Regions from separate parts of the Mus musculus genome. Here region 1 is linked to region 2. The links are chromatin contacts, called in public Hi-C maps. All regions are on one chromosome and are shown on one strand. The core of a region is the stretch at or near the end of the contact, and the rest is flanking DNA. Distances in the headings are between cores, read along the strand shown. Region 1 has its middle 300 kb from the start of Kcnq5. Region 2 overlaps Kcnq5 (potassium voltage-gated channel, subfamily Q, member 5).

Region 1 (2,700 bases), core at 67-2,566, 390 kb before region 2:
TAGTGCAATAGCATCGGAGTTGGCTCCCTGGTGGTCTTTTGGGGTAAACGGGCACAAGGCAGCTACCCAAGCTCTGGTTGGCGCTACACATACACTTAATTAGGCTCATTGGGAACATTAATGGAACCCAATTTGATCCCCTACCCAGGTGGTGGTCTCCTGACATCTTCTTGGCTTCCTCTGTTTCAGAGAACACTCTTCTGCAAGCATCTTTGCTGTTTGTACCACAGTGTTGTTCAGAGGATGTGATCTGTAAAGAAATACCATAAAGCTTGATGCATTTCACTCCGTAAATACTGGCTTTGGCTGTGAAGTTAGCCCATTGTCAAAATTCTAGCTTTACTTGAGAGTCCTGGGCTATTTCCATAGATAATTCCAGAAGGATTTCAGCCACAGGCTGCACAGCCTGTGTTCAGCACACTTTTGAATCAATTGGGCTCATCTGCATCTCAGCTTCATTAAGGAAAGAAGGAAAAAGAGGAGAGAGAGAGAGAGCGAGCACAACCAGAAACAGAAATACAGAAATGTAAAGTATTATATTTAGCATTGCATATGCTTGGGTCAAAATCAGCTCAGAATAGCAGTGCTAGAAATGATGCCAAACCCCCTAAATGTGATTGAATCTTATGTTAACATTGAATCAATGGTAATGTTGAAGGAGTTGTTGATTTTACAGCAACAACCATCCCTAGGAAGGTAAGAGACCCTTTACCACCTGGTTAGTAGAAGAGCCAGGACCAGTGTTTGCTTATGAAGTTCAGGACCATTCTACCTGGAGTCTAACCAGCTTCTTCTTTTGGATGCATGCTTTAACTGGACAGTTCTGTCCACAGACATCATCTCACTTGATTTGCACACACGCTGTATTGATTCCTTTGTAACAATCTATTAGATTAAGTGGGAACCTTACGATTCCACCTCCTCTGCCACTGGAGTTCACTGCCTCCCTGCCCCCCCCACCCCCTGAAAAGATATCAATTTGGATGCATTCAGGACATGTCAAGATGCCAGGAGTCACAGCTCTGTGTGCACAAGGTAGCTTTGCTGTCTTGTCAGTTCTTGACAGATGCTCAGGCATCCAGGGTGACATGAGCAGGCTCAGTGAGAATTATTCAGTTACAGCTATACAAAGGAAACAAGATGGGGAGTTAAAAAAAAAAAAGGACAACACACAAGAGTGATTTGTTTGGGAAGAAACTCTTGATTTTCTTCCTAGTGCCTAGCTTCTGCTGACATTCAAAGGGATTAAGACAGAAAGGAAGAGCAATGACTAACACAGAAGCCTGCTCAACTCAGAGCTGCAGCTCCTGTGGGTTCCGTTAGCACAGAAAGTGCAAAAGAGCAGGATTCAAACAGTGAGTCCAGCTAGCAGTACTGGGCATGCCCGGCACTAACAGTGCTTAGGAAGTCTGGATTCCTTTCTGCCACAGTCTTGAGCGAGTCATTAACTCCCCTGGACATCCCTCCCTTGACCTAGGTCATGGGGCGTTTGGGTCATGTCAGTGTTATTAAACACAATCACAGTTGCCAGTATGATGATGGTGACCAGGTGCTGAAGTACAAGTCTTTGTTTTATATAAAGCAAAAGTGTAACCTGTGTGCAATGGGGTGACTTTAAGGTTGGGTGGGTGAAAACCCTTCTGCCGCAGGCCCTCCCCATCCCTATCCCTGAAATGTATAGTGCGTAATCTATTGAGCAAGACTGTAAGTAAATTGCTTGTCTCTGAGGGTCTCTGTTCCTCTGTTCCTCTCTGAGGGTCCACGTCCGTCTGTCTGTCCTCTGTGCCAGATACCTTCTGATGTATCACCAGGAGGGGGAGAGAGTCAGATGGCTCACCACAGCCTCTGATCTCCAGAGTCAAAGTGAGCATTGCCATCCAGATGGCACTAAAAATACCCTGTGCCAACCCAGCAGATGAACCCGTTCAGTGGTGTAAGACTCAGGGCTAATAGGTAGAACTTAAAATGGAGTCTGGTATGTATTTATGTCTATGTGCACATGCCATTGATGTCTGGTGTCTTCTTCAATTGTTCTCCTCTTTAATATTTGAAACATTTTTGAAGTTTTGCACCTGAAGATGATATGGGTCCTCACTGAATCAGCCACAAGAACCTTCCACTGGGGAAACAGGTAAGTTTATCCACACCTGGCTTTGTACATGAACTCTACATGGTCAAACTCAGATCCTCCTACTTGACCAGCAAACACTTTATTGCTAGAGCTGTCTGGCCAGGTCATAAAAGAGTTTTGTAATAGCCCTATAAGGTTTTTGTTTTGTTTTGTTTTGTTTTTTCTTGGTTTTTCGAGACAGGGTTTCTCTGTGTAGCCCTGGCTGTCCTGGAACTCACTTTGTAGATCAGGCTGGCCTCAAACTCATAAATCCGCCTGCCTCTGCCTCCCAAGTGCTGGGATTAAAGGCGTGCGCCACCACTGCCCGGCCCTATAAGTCTTGAAATTTCTAAATAACCATTTGACAAAAAAAAAAAAAAAATCTCTTAAATGCAAAATATATGCTAGATGTAAATTGACTTAAATTCTTTTTATGAATAAAAATAACATCGAATATGTTTCTCAATTCCATCTCTTACTATTAAAACGACCTGGGCTTTCACTATGCCCGGCACTGTTTAGACAAGAACATTAGTTGCTAGGCATAGGCCTCCCCCTGTTGATCTTTTCCCACCCCATTTTCCTTATCT
Region 2 (2,700 bases), core at 187-2,686:
TCTCTTTTCTCTATGGGTCCCTCAGTCCTTTCCCCAACTCTTCCACAAGACTGGCCAAGCTCCATCTAATGTTTGGCTGTGGGTCTCTGTTATCTGTTTCCATTGACTGCTGGGTAGAGTATCGGAGAGGACAGTTATGCTAGAGTTCTTTTACTAAAGATATAAACAACCAACATAAAAGCAATAGCTGAACACAGATCACCAAAGTTGCCAGACTCACCAAACAGTACATCATAGGGACTGTCTTCAGACATTAAACACTTTTAGGAACTAGTATACATTAGTGCTGGTAGAGAAATCTTTAATGGGAAAATAACCTTTAACACAGGATAAATTTAGGGAGAATTGGCTCTTGTTTTAGCTTTAAGCATAACTTAAAATGTAGTAGACATTATTGAAGTCGTTGGCTGAGAATTCCTCTCTAGGAATCTACCTAGAGATTTTTTTTTTTTTTTTTTTGTAAATCATCCATACCACAGAAATAAAAAATTATTGAATGATTGTTTGTGTACTCATGAATCAATGACTATAAAGGAATTGAAAAACAAAACATAATACTAAGAAGGTACTTGAAATTTTTTCAAATTTTCTCTTTTATTTTTCATTTATTTCATATGTATTTTTAGGTTTATTTTGCTGTGTGTTTATGTCTGTGCATACTGTATATGCAGTGAATTCTTGCAGAGATTGGATGAGTGTTTTGGATTCTCTGGGACTAGAGTTACAGATGGCTCTAAGTCCCCATCTGTGAGTGCTGGGAATCAAATCTGGGTTCTCAGCAAGAAAGACAGTGCAATCACTGAACCATGTCTCCAGCCCCTTATTTTGTTTTAAAAGGTCGTGGTTTTACATAATATTTACTCAAGTTTTTCAGTAATTTTAGTATCAACAGTATCTACAGATCTACCTAGGAGTCTTCTCCAGCAGGAACTCATATGGCTATTCCAAACCCAGTATCATTTGCAAATTATTGCTCTCTCTCTCTGTCTCTCTCTCTCTCTGTCTCTCTCTCTGTCTCTCTGTCTCTGTCTCTGTCTCTGTCTCTCTCTCTCTCTCTCTCTCTCTCTGTGTATGTTTAAGTAAGGGAATACTCTCAATATATACTTTCTATGCATATATACTCAGCATATGTATATATGCCATACTATCACCCTAAAGCATGCACAGGATAGCATACACAAAGCACCCTTATTTTTTCAAAATGACTTTGGAAAAAAAAACCCACAAAGAACCTTTTCTTTTTTACCTTGTATTGTTTAAAATAATGATCTTGAATGGCTTTTCTGAGAAACTGAGGATGCCTTGAGTTTAGCTGATGCTCTCTTGCATCATCCAAATAACTTTAGATACCCTGATTGGCTGAGTGTATTTGGAGCAGATCTCTGAGAAGATGACAGTAGTTAATTATGTCAGAAGCATGTGTCTTGTCCTTTGCTGGCCTCCATGCTCTGCCTGCCAGTTTGTATCAGCAGTTGGTGGCATTAAGGAGCAGCTGGGCTCTCTATATCTTGCCTTTACTTGTGGATTCGGGAGGTAAGCCAGGTCCTGAGGACTCTTTCCTTCTGTTGCCTCTTACAGGCTTACAAGGCATCCTTTCACTTGTTTGTGAGACCTAGAATTGGGAATACTAAAAATATCAATCATTTCTCAATCCCCAATCTACATTTCCTTTTCAGATGTGGTATCAGCTGCTCCTTTAGAATACTAATATACAAGTATGCTAGCTCTTTTTTTTTCCTGAAAATAATTCAATAAATAGTTCATACATGAACATAAAGTACTGTAAATGGAGGAATTATAGATGCTATTGGAATCAGTGAGAAGAATTTGTTCACTGAATGAAGATCTCATACTTGTTAAGATATGTAAAGCAACAGCAACAATAACAAAAACAAGGACACAATTGTACTTTTATAGAGCATGCTGTCTAGATTGAATGAAATCCTAACTTTGCCCTGACCTAGCACAAATCTAAATTGCTGCCCAGATCTTAAGACCCCTACTTGGCTAAGGTTTCTTGTAGAAAAGTTTTTCTGACTTCACGATGAAAACTATTTTGAAAAATATCAGTGTCCATGGCAGGAAAAGATGGAGGTAGGGCTTTATTTAAATATTAGACAAGCCCCAACCACCCTACCTGCCCTTTTCAAAGGCAATGTTACTCAAATACCTTCTGTCATATATTCGTCTCGTGGTATCTGAACTTGTTATAAATGATAAACCAGAAATTCTGTTTGTGCAATTTCAGCTATATGCTATACTATTTCATCCAGTATTCAAACTAGTGAGATGGTTTGCTGGTGAAAACCTGAGCATTACCTGTTTCTGGTGGCTGTAACCCCAACTTTGTGCATGGGGAGCTGGGATGCTCATGAGTTCAGGCCTTTCCTAGGTTGCACAAGATCAAAGATGGCCTGGGCAACACTTATTGATATTCTGCTTCAAAATATAAGTAGTAAGAGAGCTGGCAATGGAGGCAAGCGGAAGTGTGTAAAAGAGCTGGCAATGGAGGCAGGCAGAAGTATGTAAAAGAGCTGGCAATGGAGGCAGGCAGAAGAGTGTAAAAGAGCTGGCAATGGAGGCAGGCAGAAGTGTGTAAAAGAACTGGCAATGGAGGCAAGCAGAAGTGTGTAAAAGAGCTGGCAATGGAGGCAAGTGGAAGTGTGTTTAGATCTACAAGGCCCTGGTTTTGATGGAGAA

The links. Hi-C and Micro-C count contacts between places; a contact is called where the count stands out from the background.
Region 1: a Hi-C map of cerebellum shows a contact between it and region 2, with 2.4 times the contacts expected there. The contact joins two enhancer-like sites. A contact is called at or near these places in 1 of 484 Hi-C or Micro-C datasets (cerebellum) and 1 of 115 datasets of contacts at active chromatin or transcription factors (astrocytes).

The regions. Positions count from the first base shown.
Region 1 is chr1:22,261,072-22,263,771 of GRCm38.p6, reverse strand. No RefSeq gene overlaps it. Among named protein-coding and RNA genes, the nearest start is that of Kcnq5, 300 kb to the right of the region's middle. Within about 2 kb of position 1,316, at least 12 of the 459 cell types and tissues checked have an H3K27ac peak or open chromatin away from gene starts, as enhancers often do. A contact at or near this core is called in cerebellum, where this site is marked.
Region 2 is chr1:21,867,452-21,870,151 of GRCm38.p6, reverse strand. All of the region lies in intron 1 of Kcnq5 (potassium voltage-gated channel, subfamily Q, member 5), which reads left to right. Among named protein-coding and RNA genes, the nearest start is that of Kcnq5, 93 kb to the left of the region's middle. Within about 2 kb of position 1,436, at least 3 of the 459 cell types and tissues checked have an H3K27ac peak or open chromatin away from gene starts, as enhancers often do. A contact at or near this core is called in cerebellum, where this site is marked.